Linked DNA regions of Mus musculus: region 1 is linked to region 2. The links are chromatin contacts, called in public HiCAR-type maps. All regions are on one chromosome and are shown on one strand. Each heading gives the region's core, a stretch centred on a gene start, on an enhancer-like site or on the middle of the called end of the contact. The rest is flanking DNA. Distances are from core to core; before and after follow the strand shown.

Evidence for each region. HiCAR-type assays count read pairs that join an accessible place to other places.
Region 1: a HiCAR-type map of astrocytes shows a contact between it and region 2, with 5 times the contacts expected there. The contact joins the promoter of Cadm1 here to the promoter of 4930448E22Rik in region 2. A contact is called at or near these places in 1 of 39 promoter capture datasets (hippocampal neurons), 2 of 484 Hi-C or Micro-C datasets (both in embryonic stem cells) and 8 of 115 datasets of contacts at active chromatin or transcription factors (VIP interneurons, astrocytes, differentiating embryonic stem cells and 5 more).

The regions. Positions count from the first base shown.
Region 1 is chr9:47,525,933-47,532,626 of GRCm38.p6, reverse strand. Cadm1 (cell adhesion molecule 1) reads right to left here and starts at 2,275. Exons shown (of 11, transcript NM_207675.2): 1 at 2,122-2,275. The coding sequence starts at 2,254.
Region 2 is chr9:46,328,002-46,335,449 of GRCm38.p6, reverse strand. 4930448E22Rik (a long non-coding RNA gene) reads left to right here and starts at 4,657. Exons shown (of 4, transcript XR_379345.4): 1 at 4,657-4,720; 2 at 5,919-6,707; 3 at 7,351-7,448. Gm39329 (a long non-coding RNA gene) reads right to left here and starts at 6,485. Exons shown (of 2, transcript XR_870704.3): 1 at 5,691-6,485; 2 at 3,815-4,424.

The DNA.
Region 1 (6,694 bases), core at 1,026-3,525, 1.2 Mb before region 2:
AAGTCAGCACACATCCCTCGTCGGGAAGGCAACTTCTCATCCAGAGATAGTACAAATATAGTAGTGTTGTTACTACCCAGAGCCTTCAATGAGCAGGCTTGACAAGGGAGGCAGAATCTAATCCTACTCTGCTGGTTTAGTGGCATTGCATGGCTCCCATTTTTAGTCGAAAAGCAATATCCCGGGCCAGCGCTTCCCTCCCCCACCCTTGGTTCTGCAGCCAATACAAGTCTATTGTTGCCTCTGTAATGCGCCAGTTACCCAGCCTTTACTCACGCTCACGTTTAACTGACACTGGCGCTTTTTACAATGCAGCACGAGGGATCTCTTTCGGGAACACTCTATCGAACCCTTCCAGTCAGTGGCATCACCAGAAATTAAGTTGTAACCACACCGGCTTCGGTTAAACCTAATTATCTTGTAACTCATAAATTAAGAATTCACAGAAGAAAAACATATAAACATCCGGAGACAGAACGTAGCATGGAAGACAAAATTCTCAAGCTGGAATGGAAGGTGCTGCCAGGATCCCACCCTTAGAACCTCAATTGGTTCTTCAAGCCGAGTTCCTCCGCAAGCCTATTTTATAATGGGGGTGGGGGTGTCAAATCAACCAACCTGGCATCCCCTAAAATCCGAAGCTAGCACTCCCAAGCACCCCCACCCACCCCCCAACAGCACGTCTCCTGCGGTGTTTACATAACTATGTGTCCTCTAGCGTGTAAACAAAAGACACAACCCAAGCAGAAAGGCGCCCCCGGAACCGCAGGCTGGCTGGCCCAGCGCTGCATCCTCCCGGGCTGGGGGCTCCGCAGGTGGGGGATGAGCTCGCAGCATCCTCCACCACTTGTTGCTCCCAGGTCCTGCAGCTCGGAGCTGCGAGGGGTTTTGCAGGCACAGAGCCCTAGCGCATCCCCTCGCGCAGAAGCCCTCTCGCCACCGCCCGGTGCAGCTCGGTCCCGCCGGTCGCCAGGAGGCAGCGGCAGGCGGTACAGCAGCACGGGGACACCGTGCGGCGGGCAAGAGCGGCGAGGTGGCGGGAAGGCGGTCGCAGCGCGGCCGGCCTCTCCGGTGGGGAAGAGCTCCGGCTCCCTTTTGTTAGCAAATGCAAACACTGCCCTCTTCTTTCGCGACCGCGCCAACGCGCCCCGCACCGGGGCAGCCACACGCGGGGCTCCTGCCAAGCGCTCGGCGTCTTCAGGGAAGGCGCGGCGCTCGCCGAGCCGCCGCCACCCGGGCAGATTCTCAAGACGGCCGGCCACGCGGGGAGCGCCCCGAGGCCCGCAGGGCGCACGCCGGGCCGCAGAGGCCGCGAACGCCCCCGCCACCACCTGCGGGCCGCTTGCCCGAAGGACGCGCAGCCGGGAAATCCCGGATCCCCACTCGCGGCAGAGGCCTCGGTGGCGCGGACAACCTGCGGGCTCCAAGAGCCCTCCTGCAGCGGCGGCGACGAGCGGCCGCCCCCGAGCCGGGAACTTTCCCTGCCTGGATTCCAGCCAAGCCGACCCGCAGCCTAGCGGAGGGGGCCGAGGGGCAGCGTTCGGCTGGAGGGAAACACGAGAGGCGTGCAGAGCTCTCGGGCGGGGGACCTGGCTGCAGAGCGCGGGCAAGCCGGGAAGAGGACACGACGGTGGGGATGTCCTGGGGACCCGCGAAGGAGAAAGCTTCGGGGAATGGAGAATCGATCGGGGGGGCGAGCTGGAACGGAGGGGGCGAAAGCTTAGCCCAGGGACACAGGAGGACCTGCAAGTTCCAGGGACGAGAGCGAGTTTCGGAGGGTCCGGAAGGTTCGGGGCGCCTCCGAGGGCTCCCCTTCCCCCCACGCGCTAGCCCCCGGCCCCGAGCCCACTCCACTCAGCACCCCGCGCTACGCCAGGAAGAAGAGGTGTGGGTGCAGCCATCCCTGAGGGCGCCCATCCGCAGCCGGCGGATAGGAGAGAAGGGGCGCCGACCCCTCGGCCCCTTCCATCGCAGCCCCGACTTTCCTTGCCACGCTCCCGCCGCTTTGGATTTAGGAAGTGGGGGAAGGTTGTCATGGAAACGTCCCCCCTTCCATAGCTACGGCTCCTGGGGGTGCCCGGGGGGGTTTTCGGGACCAATCCGCGGGTGCCCACAACCTACCTGTGGGGATCAGTGCCGCGGCCGAAAGGAGCAACAGCAGGAGCCGGAGCCGGAGCCCTGGAGGCGCCGCCGCCGCCGCCACAGCCGCTGCCGCCGCACACTGGGATCCGCTCGGCAGCACAGCACTCGCCATGTCGGGCACCTGCCTCAGACTGGCGGCGGTGGCTGCCTCCCGAGCCCGAGCGGACAGCTAATGAGATGCTAATGAGATGCGCTGGAGGCGGAGTCAGGAGCGACCAATCGTGGCACCTCGAGCCCAACCCGGCTCTCCGAGAACTAGCCCCCTCCCCCACCCCGCCCCCTGGCGCTAGCGTTCGGCCGCGCGCCCGCGCCACCTAGGGGCGGGGCCGAGGGGCGGGGCCTATGCAAATATGTTTACGTTAAAATTCGGCCTCGCTTCCCCGAAGGAGGAGAACCTGTACTGGCCCGCGTCCGGCTCGGTGGCTGGGGAGGGGGTTGCGGCTTCAGGAGGCGGGTCTCTCGCTTTCGTGCACCTTTACTAGGAACCTTTACGCCACTCGCCGCGGCGGACTCCTGGTCGGAGAGTCTGACCGCGAGATTCCTGGGCCGGGGCACTGCGTGGGCATCGGCCTATCGAAGTCATACGTTACAAAATTTCCTTTCCCTCACCTTGCACGAAGGAATAAGATCTTTGGGAAACCCGGGAGTGGAGAGTGCGAATGCAGGTCCCCGGATTGACAAAACAATCTGAGAGAAGTGCATGCGTGCTTTGCACGTCCGGCGGAGCAGGAGAGCCCGCTCAACAGCCTAGCGGCAGACTAGGGGATAGTTGGAAGACTGAAGCTGTGGAGTCGGGGTTCTGGGATTTTCAAGTGGATGTTTGGCTGTAGATTCTGGGGAAAGGTAAATCAAGGTGGGTGTGCTCAGGCTTCCCAGCTTGTTGGAAGTGTCCTTCCCATGTTTAGTAGATTATAGCATATAAGTAATATGGAATATTTAAGATTACACGCACACAAAAGCAAAAAAAAAAAAAATCTACCGGTCAGGGTCGTGGGGAAGGGAATGTAGGGAACCGAGGCAGTGATAGAGTCAGTCGAGTTCCTCTTCCAGGGCTCGGTTCAATTCCCTTCTCTCCTATGCTTCCAGTCCTTTCTAAGGCATCTAGAGACCAACAGGTCCTCACTTTAGTTGTGTCTCAGAGAGGTTCTCCCGCTGACGGGACTTGCATGCATCTCTGGACACACTTCCTCCCTCCCCGAAATTATCTTTGATTTCTTTTCAACAAGGCAGCCGGCTCTCTTGTTTGTCTGCCTTTTAATTACTTATTTTCTTTCCCTCTAGAAGACCGTGTGTGCTCTGACCCTCTGTTGCTCAAGCATCAAATTGAAGGACGAGCCGTATTAAGTGTAAAGGTTTATAATAATTTAAGTATTCATAGAATGCAGAACAATAAGATGTAGGAAATACAATTTGCATAATAAATATCAATATCACAACAGCTAAAACAAACCATGACAAATTATATGTGGCTAAATGACCAAGAGATTACTGAATGTAAATTGCTGAATCTGAACTATAGTCTAGAAGAGCTGTACCAAGCCCTCTGTCCTCATGTTGCAAATAAATTAAAAATAAATAAATAAATATCAAAAGGAAGTTAAGATCGGCCAACCCATCAAATGAGTTACACATTAAAGCAGCCTCATATTATCCATTATGCATAAACTAATTTTCGAAACTGCCCTGTCTCCACATCCCTGGATCTTCTGCTCTGTAATTACAGGCCCCAATGCACGAACTGCAAGCAGTCCTCCAGAAGTGGAGAAAGCTCCAGTAGGCAAATCACAGTATACGAGGCAGAAAACCAACACCATGTGACCGCCAGGATAATGCCCAGTCTGCAAAAGCCAGAAGTGAAACTACCTAGATTAGACGTGATACAAAGCAGATTTCTACCAAAATCAGAATGAAAAACTCAGAGACTGTTTATTCTGACAACAGGACAGGACGGACTGCAAAGTCAGATCCTATATGTCAGCCACAACAGTACAGAGCCGGACACTCAACAATATTCACTATTCTTTATAGTACTGCTACTATAAAGACCTTGAGCTGATATCAAGTTTATAGTTAACAAAGGACTATTGTGACCTTGAGTTCTTATCAAGAAATTCTTGTGCACAATCTTCTTTAGTCTCTGAAACTACCTTCAAAATTGATACTATTTATTTTCCCCATTTTTTTAAATATAGCATGGTTAGAAAAATTAAGCACCAGCCTTTTAAAAAAAATCACAATTTCTAATTGCAGACAGAGAGGCAGAGCCTTCACAACTAACCACGATGCTGCACTGTGCCTCAATAAATATGTGTTAAGTGAAGGAATACATTTCACATCATGATGCATGAATAATAAGCAAAGGAGAGCTGTATTTTTAACATAAGGTGAAAATATGCCAGCAACCCAGAAACGTTTTTTGAAAATAACAGGATTGCAGCAGACTCCTAAGGAAAAGCATTGCTCCTGAGGCTGAGGCTCCAAGAGAATCTAGCCAGGCCCGAGTCCTCCCACTCTCAGCACGCAGTATGGGGGACATTGGAAGATGTGGAGTGTTTTCGTCTCCCTTCATTCTCTTGGCACATCAAATGAACACCTACTCAAATTTCCAGTTGGCAAAGAACAACATGGGACATTTCTATAGGAAATGCCAATGCTGTGTGGCTTACCTCACTGGAAGAATGCAAACGCCTTTAAAAATTTCCTCAGAAATGCCACCTGCCATGGAGAAGTTGAGGAAGTTAGCCCATCCAGTTTTACCAGGTATGGAAACTGAGGACTGATAGCCTCTTCTTCCACACCAGGATCTTCCTGAGAACCAGAGGTGAGACTCCTGGACAGAGCAAGCTGTTGTTCCTCTATCCCCTAACCGTACTCCCCTTCCACCCCCTCCCCACTTTCACACCAAAGATGTCACCAAGCATTTTAACATATGGAACATGTGAGGAGCGCATCAAATTCCCACAGCCGCTAAGTACAAGTTATGACTAGCCTGGCTTTCTCATAGTAAAGCGCGTCATTTTCTGCTCCGCGGACTAGAACTCATCGCCAGGAACAACTTCCAGCATTTTCCCCTCGCTACATGGATTGAACCAATTTTAAAAACCAGATGGTGTTTTTGCCATTTATAACTGATAATCAATTGTTTTGTGAATTTAATTTTTTTTTCAAGAAAGAACTGAAATACTTATCAGAATTACAATCTGGGCACAACTTGTGTTAGAGCGAAGTGCCAGAAGTACCAAAGCCCTAGTCTCTCTCTCTCTCTCTCTCTCTCTCTCTCTCTGTGTGTGTGTGTGTGTGTGTGTGTGTGTGTGTGTGTGTGTGTGTGTGTGGGTGTGTGTGTGAGTGGGTGGGTGTGTTGGTGGGTGGGTGGGTATGGGGGAGGTGTGTGTTTTCTTTTCTTTCTCTCTCTTTTAATGAGAAACCAGAGAGAAGAGAGAGAGAATATTGTTTGCTATCACCAAAACAGTTGAGAAATGTGGATAAACATATATAAAAAATAAGCATTAAAGGAGACTCATGTTTGTGGAAATATATCAGAGATAATTAATGGCAACTAGTAACATTTTGCCTCTTAAAATGCTAATTATTTTAATACCCATGTATAAGAGCAACTCAGACAAATTATTAAGAAAAGGAAAACAGTAGTTGGAGTCACCATTTGCCCAGCTACTGGATTGTTTAAATATTCATAGAAAAGTGTTTTAATCCATGTTACAGATTGTGACCTCTAATGCTCGAGAGCACGCACAAACACATACACACACACACACTTCCTACAGTGAAACTCAAAGCCCCAGCACAATACTATTTGGTGACGGGCCCTTTGAGAGGTAATTAAGTTTAGTTGAGAACATAAGGCTAAGGCATCCATGGTGTTGTTAAAGCCTGCTAAGAAGAAAGAGACAACAGAGTTCTATGAGCATACACCAAGGGGATGTGGTACACTCCCAGTGACAGGTTGGCCTGGCAAATCAAGAAGAGGATGCTCACTAGAGTAGAGCGATTCTTGCATCATGACTTAGACTTAAAACTTCTAAACCAGTGGTTCTCAACCTATGGGTTGTGACCCCCTTGCAAGAGGGGAGGTGGTCAAGTGGCATAGGAGTCACCTAAGACCACTGAAAAAACAGAGATATTTACATTACAGTTCACAACAGTACCAAAATTATAGCTATGAAGTAGCAATAAATGTAATTTTATGGTTCCATATTCCAGATATGTAGCATTAGGAAGGATGAGAACTGGTCTAGACTTTAAGAATGGAAGGAAAATAAGTTTGTGTTGTTTCAAGCTCTAGCTTCTTAAATTATGGTTTATGGCCCATCATGGAGTTATGTAGATGTCATTTTAAAAACTGGCCACAGTGAGTTTTTTAAACATGCAACAATCAAAAAGTAACTCAAGACCCAAATGTGATGAATTTGAGGTGTTTCTGACAGCTCTTACTGTTGTTGCCCTGTGCGACGTCACTGCAACCTTGGCTCTGACACACAACACATACACTGTGCAATGTCAGCAAACCCTGCCAGGAACACCTGAGGTCAAGTTC
Region 2 (7,448 bases), core at 3,408-5,907:
GGCTTCCATCCCCAGTCCCTCCAAAATTTGTCATGGAGGAGCAGGGCTATAACCCTCAGCTATCAGAGAGGTGGAGGCAGGAGGATCAGAAGTTCAAGGTCTTCTTTAGATACAAAGTGAGTTTAAAGCCAGCCTGGGCTACATTATACCCTATCTCAAAACCAAACAACCAATTAAGGAGAGAAAGGACAGAAGATAATGAAAATATCTCAAGTAGCCAGACAGTAGACATCGAAGCGGGGCCACCTAGGGACTTCATGTGTCCACGGGGGCAGTAGATTTTGCCCAGTCATGAACAGAGCCAGAGTACCGGTGACACCCCACATCTAGCTCAGAGCCTGACCCACCAAAGGCTTTACATAAATGTTTTCTGAACTGCGTGGCGCCACGGGGTCACGCGAGGAAAATGGAATTAAGAGTCGAGTGACCCGCAGGGCTAGTTCAGGCCTGGTATTGACTGGTTCCTGGACCTCGGCCGGAGATTTAACCTCTCCTGTTCTCGATTTCCACGCTGGTAAAGCGAATCCGATAATGCCCTGACCTACATGGCTTAGCTGCTGCGGGGCTGCAGCAGGATGCGGGACTCGGCCTGGCTGGAGCCATGCTGGCCGATCCCTCCAGCGCTTGGGACTCACCTCGCTCCGGGACCAGATGCAAGGAGAGCTGGCTCAGCCGTCAGCAATTACCTGCGCCCCCACCCAACACCTGCGCTCCACTTTGGAGAGGGCAGATGGTGCAACTAACTTCTCAGTACCGCCCCACTCCCGGCGCCAGCCTAGACCAAACGCAGAGCCAGCGCGGGCCAGCGTGTAGCCAGTTCAGGACTCCAGCACCAGAGCCCCTTCCGCTCAGCCTCAGCACAGTACCTCCAGCTTCAGCTCCTCACCAGCCCTCTAAACTGTGAACAGGGAAGAGAGCTGGGCCCCTGCTTTTCTTATAAACTGAGGATCCGAGAAATGAGGTGGTTTGCAGAAGGAGGCACCAGACAGAAGCCCAAGTCTCTCCAAGTCCGCTGCTACGTTATCTGGAGCTGCAATAATTCCAAGGACTACTCTGGCAAAGGGGCCTAAGTGTTCCTTGGGGACAGGGGCATGTTTGCTATATCTGTATATCTGTGTACGCGCGCATGTGCTCACATACACACACACACTCAACTTGTGCTCCAAGTAATTCAAGGTTAGTGGAGATCTAAGTCAAGCCTAAACCAGGATTCAATGATTATATTTTTAAAAACATTAAAAGAGGCCTGGCATGATGGCTCAGTGGGTGCTTCCTTAACCAGAAGATCTGAGTTGGATTCCCCAGAACTCACACAGTGGAAGAAGAGAACCAACTTTTGCAAATTGTCCTCTGGCAGACATGGTCTATAACCCCCACACTCAGACTGAGTCAGGAGGATTGCTGTGAGTTCAAGGTCAGCCTAGGGTACTTATTGAAACTTTGACAAAAGAGAGAGAGAGAGAGAGAGAGAGAGAGAGGAAGGAAGGAAAGAAAGAAAGAAAGAAAGAAAGAAAGAAAGAAAGAGAAGAAAGAAAAGGAAGGAAGGAAGGAAGGAAGGAAAGAAAGGAAAGAAAGAAAGAAAGAAAGAAAGAAAGAAAGAAAGAAAGGGAGAAAGAAAGAAGAAAGAAAAGGAAGGAAGGAAGGAAGGAAAGAAAAAGAAAGAAAGAAAGAAAGAAAGAAAGAAAGAAAGAAAAGAAAGGAAAGGAAGAAAAGGAAGAAAAGGAAGAAAGAAAGAAAGGAAGAAAGAAAGAAAGAAAGAAAGAAAGAAAGAAAGAAAGAAAGAAAGAGAAAATGAGTGAAATAAACCAGGGAGCTGTCCCACCATGGTGGTGCACTTAGAAGGCAGAAGCAGGCAGATCTTATGAGTTCCAGGCCAGCTTGGTCTACATAATTAGTCCCTGGACAGCCAGGGCTATGTACATAGACCCTGTCTCTAAAGAAACAAAGCTAGAGAGATACATAGTCAACAAAAGCCCTGCCTCGTGAGAAAGAGAACCTGAGTTTGACTCCCAGAAGTCACACAGGGCTTGGCACTTTTCTAATGCCAGCACTCAGAAGGACAGATTAAGGTGGATCCCTGAGGTCCACTCACTAGCCAGCCGCCATAGCCTAATTGGTGAGGTCCAAAAAGCAAGGTAGTGAGGCTGGAGAGGTAGCTAAGAGTACTTACAGCTCTTGTCGAGACTCAGAGTTCAGTTCAAGCACCCATACCAGGTGGCTAACCACACCTGTAACTCCAGTTCCCAGGGACCCTCCGCCCCTTGAGCACCTACAAACATGCAGGCACACACACATACAAATAAATAATAAGCGAATCAGAACATACACAAAATGACATCCAATGCTAATACCTGACTCCTCTTGTACACACACACACACACACACACACACACACACACACACACACACCACAGAGAGAATGGTGAGCCGACTCTACTACTCTTGGAACTGTTGGTTCTCCTGCTTAGAAGGGATCATGAAACAACTCTAAACCCGCTCCGGTGAGTTTACTGTGCCCTCTTTGGCTCTCATTACCTGAGACCTATCTGCCTCCTTAACGATCCAGTTGAAGCTAGAGAGGGTTCAGTGGCTAAAAGGACTTGTTGCACAAACACGAGGACCTGAGTTTAGATCTCATCACCCACCCATAACAAGCCAGGCTTGGTCTCCTGCCTGCATACCTGTCATCCCAAACTGTGAAGGTGGTAAGGCGGACACAGGAGAATCCCTGGGCATGATGTCAGCCAGACTGACTGAAAACTTTGAGCTCTGGGTTTGAGGAGAAACCCTGCCTCAAAGGAGCAAAGCAGAGTGCTAGAGGACAGTTGGCACCCACCTTTGACCTGTGTGTGTACCTGTGTATACGTGTGTGAGTATACCACAAACACAATACACACACTAATAAACATATCTATATATAAACAAGAAATGCAAAGATACAGTTGTCTCTATTGGAACTACCTAGAGCAAATCAAATGTCATCAGTTTCCAACTGGATCCTTTTCACCTCACAGAACCAACTACAAGACCAAGCATCGATAGAGGAGCTAGAGAAAATACCCAAGGAGCTAAAGGGAACTGCAACCCTATAGGTGGAACAACAATATGAACTAACCAGTACCCCGGAGCTCTTGTCTCTAGCTGCATATGTATCAAAAGATGGCCTAGTCGGCCATCACTGGAAAAAGAGGCCCATTGGTCATGCAAACTTTATATGCCCCAGTACAGGGGAACACCAGGGCCAAAAAGTGGGAGTGGGTGGGTAGGGGAGTGGGGGGAGGGGTATGGGGGACTTTTGGGATAGCATTGGAAATGTAAATGAGGAAAATACCTAATTAAAAAAATTATCATAAAAAAAAAAGACCAAGCATGAGACCAAAGGAGACTAACTCTTGGTCAAGAGCAGGAGAAGCAGGCAATATGCTCTAAAATCAACTGCTCTAGATGCTGGGGATCCAGAAGTTATAGCTCCAGGTAAGACAAAATGAGGGTGAGCAACAGGCTGGTAATGGAGGGAATTGTGTGTGTCTTCTGGGAGTGGATAGAGCTTTCCCAGGAATTCTGGGGCCACCTCCTTTGGCTCCTTGGATGGTTCTTTCTAGTTGTCATCACAGCAATTGTCAACTGTCAAGACACTGGAGTATGTCGTTTAGTGTGGGGATGACATTATAATTAAGTTCACAGTTATCTGGCAGCCATCTTAGATGGCATAGGGAGAGACACTTCTGCATGCAGGCATCTTGTCCTCAGAGACTGTGGTGGCTAATCTTGATTGTCTACTCGATGGGCTTTAGAATCACCATGGAAACAAATCTCTGGTCACATCAGTGAGGGATTATCTACATTAGGTTAAGGGAGTTGGAAGACCCAGCCTAAGTGTGGGCAACACCATTCCTTCCATGGGCTGGGGTCACTCCATGGCCTGAGGTCCTTCCATGGGCTGGGGTCATTCCATGGGCTGGGGTCATTCCATGGGCTGGGGTCCTTCCATTGGCTGGGGTCCTCCCATGGCTGGGGTCCTCCCATGGGCTGGAGTCATTCCATGGGCTGGGGTCCTTCCATGGGCTGGGGTCCTTCCATGGCTGGGGTCCTTCCATGGCTGGGGTCCTTCCATGGGCTGGGGTCCTTCCATGGGCTGGGGTCCTTCCATGGCTGGGGTCCTTCCATGGGCTGAGGTCATTCCATGGGCTGGGGTCATTCCATGGGCTGGGGTCCTTCCATGGGCTGGGGTCCTCCCATGGGCTGGGGTCCTCCCATGGACTGGAGTCATTCCATGGGCTGGGGTCCTTCCATGGCTGGGGTCCTTCCATGGCTGGGGTCCTTCCATGGCTGGGGTCCTTCCATGGCTGGGGTCCTTCCATGGGCTGGGGTCCTTCCATGGCTGGGGTCCTTCCATGGGCTGGGGCCATTCTGTGATATGCTTTCTGGGATTGAATAAAAAGGAGAACATGAGTGAGCACATGCTTTCATCTCTTTCTACTTCTTAACTAGAGACACAGCGTGAACGTTGGCTTCTTCTGTCCGTGCTGGTGTGACTTTCCCACTAGGGAAGGACTGTCTCCCCTAGCACCCTGAGCTAAAACACACCCTTCCTTTCCTAAGTTGCGTTTGTGCAGTATTTTTGTAGCCGTCACAATCAACTGATCCCATGACCGAGCAAGGAGAAAAGCAGCTAGGCTGTGTAGGTCAACTCTTCTCACAGCCCAGTCTGCTGAAGAGGGTAACTTACTCTCTGACGGAATGGTTAAGCTCCTCCCCCACCCGCCAGAAGTCCTGCTGTGAGCTCCTCTCCCTCCACCTTGAGTTTCAGAGTTCAGTGCAAATTTGAGTTCTTAGTTTGTGTCAAGGAGTGTGCTAAGACGCTCCCTCGACATCTCATCGCTCACCCCAGGAGGTGGCTCCTCAGTACCCCCCATTTGACAGATGAAGCTGGGGAGCAAAGGACCTGGGACAAAGAGACTTAGCTCCTCTCTGCTACCCTGCCTGGGCTCTCGAGGAGAGAGAAGGATTCGTGCGCTCTCTCCCAGCTGCTCCAGCAGAAGGGCTGGAACTAGTGCCGCTGTTCTTAGAGTCCAAACCGCTGGCTTTGCACCCACTCCCACATGTTACGTACGATGGCCTGGGCAAGCCACCTGTCTTGTCTCCTGACCGTAAAAGAGAGGGCAACGGTGTCGCCCAGCTTCTCTGTCATAACGGGGGTGAACTGAGATGCACTTGTCTAAGGACAGAAAGATTGCTTAGTAGTTGAGTGGTTGCTGCTCTTCCAGAGGACATGAGTTCAATTCCCTATAACCACATGCCCCTCCCCCACCCCCACCCCCACCCCCACCCCCGCATGAAAATGCCTGTAACTCCCGCCTCAAAGAATCGGATGCCCTCTTCTGGCCTCCGTTAGAAACTGCATGCATATTGTGAACCCACACCGATACGCAGTACACATTAATTAAAAGTAAATTAAGTCTTTTAAAAAGGAGAGATTTGTCAGGGTGACCCTGAGCCCGATGACCCCCACGTTAATCCACTGCAGCCGGAGCCCAGGAAAGTCGAGCAAACGAGGTGATTCCTGCCACAGCTGGGAGGGGGCTGAGTCTCTCCAGATTCATGAGCTAAGTTCAAGTCCTCAGATCTCCCATCAGGCCTGGAGTCACTCTGTAAAATGATTTGTGAAGTGACAAGCAAAAATATATTACCAATTTAAGAGTGTGATTTGCCTGCAACTTTTTAATCCTCCGGCTGTTGTTGAATAGATTAAAGTGTCTGCTTTGATCCATGCATTTAGATGGAGACATAAATATAGCCATCACTTATTTTCCCAGCCGCAGGGATGGGTGTCGTGCTGTGTCTCACAGGCTTCCGACCCCGCCAGGGTACGGCAAGAGAATGACCTTTTTGCCATTCAAATCTCTCTTGCATTTCAGCCCTGACTTTTCAGCTCCTGACCGGGCCTATCAGCAGCCTCCTAATTCGATCACTGCTCACTCCAGGAAACAGTCACCAGGAAGGAGGTCCGGCGCAGGCGGGAAGCAGCGGCCGCGCAGTGCCCTGGTGCTGTGAACTTCCCCTGGCTCGCCAGAGCCCTGCAAAAATAAATCTCCGGAGAAATAGATTTTGAAGAGGAATTCGGCACATAGATCTTCTGTCAGCGGAGCAGACTCTGCCTCAGCCGTTTTTCAGGCTCGCTGAGTATCCAGAAATACATCTATTTTTACATGGCTCTCTAGCGAGAGTTCCTCTTGCCTGGAGGGGTAAGAGGCCGTGGAAGGAGTCAGAGGATGGGAGAGGAGAGGGGTGCGGGCACTGACTGGAGAAGGACAGGGAGGTGACCGTGCAGTGCTGGTCTTCCCGGTTTTCCTGCATCCTGCAGGACCTTGGGTTTGCCAACCAAGTTTGGGTTTGCCTCGTCGCTATGAAGGCTCTGTGTGTCCCTTGGCCCACCGGACCCATCTTAGTAACAGGCCTGATGTCCCCGGAGAAGACAATACACTACGGCAGTTTGGCGCGCGCGCGCACAAAGAGCTGCAGCACCGCCCGGGGCTCACTGTTTTGTTCTCGGCCTAGCTGTCGCGGTGAACAGCAGGAGCCATGGACCAGATGGCTGGAGGGAGGTGCGAGCGGATCGCACTGGCAGGCAATTAGGCCTCAAACAATGGCCCGTGAAATGTCAGAAGTGGCAAGGAAGGGTCGTGGTGGAACAGCGGGATGACAACGTAAGGATGGCGCCAGGAACCCCGGAGACAGTTCCTGCTTGCTCCCACAGGCCCCTCTGGCAGAGGGAACACTCAATGACCCTTCTCCCCAATGCCCACGCAGACTCCTCTGAAGATAAAGAAAAGGCTGAGGGGAAGCTATAGTGCAGATGGTGAGCCCCAGGTGTAGATCGGGTCAGTAGATGCTGGCACCAAATAAAACCTGTCATGACGATACACACATGCGATCCCAGCACTTAAAGAGGCGGGAGGAGGATCAGGAGTTCAAGATCATCCATGGCCACATGTATAGTGAGTTCGAAGGCAGCCTTAGATATAGGTGACTTCAAAAGGGGGCGTGGGAGAGAGCGAAAGAACCGGGGGGGGGGGGGATTGAAAGAGAAACAGGAGAAGGAAACAGTGCTGGAGAAGGAGCAATGAGAGAAGACAGGGAAGGGAGGTGAGGAGAGAGAGTGTGGAGAGGAGAGGAGTAGGAACCGCCCCTCCCGGTGGCTGCCAGCAACCACGAGAACCCCACACCCACTAGATGCTGGGGTTAAAGTGAGGCTAAGAGATGGCGACACCCACCCCCTTGGCCACCACAACTAAGAATTATGTAGAGTAATTAATCAAGAGCTAATGAGAAATGTGTTTTCTCTCGCAGCCTAGCCCCACATCATATTCTTATTAGCGGAGGTTATTACAATAGTAATCAGCGTGCTCCAGGCGCAAATTGGGTTTTTTGCTCCACTGCCACCAATT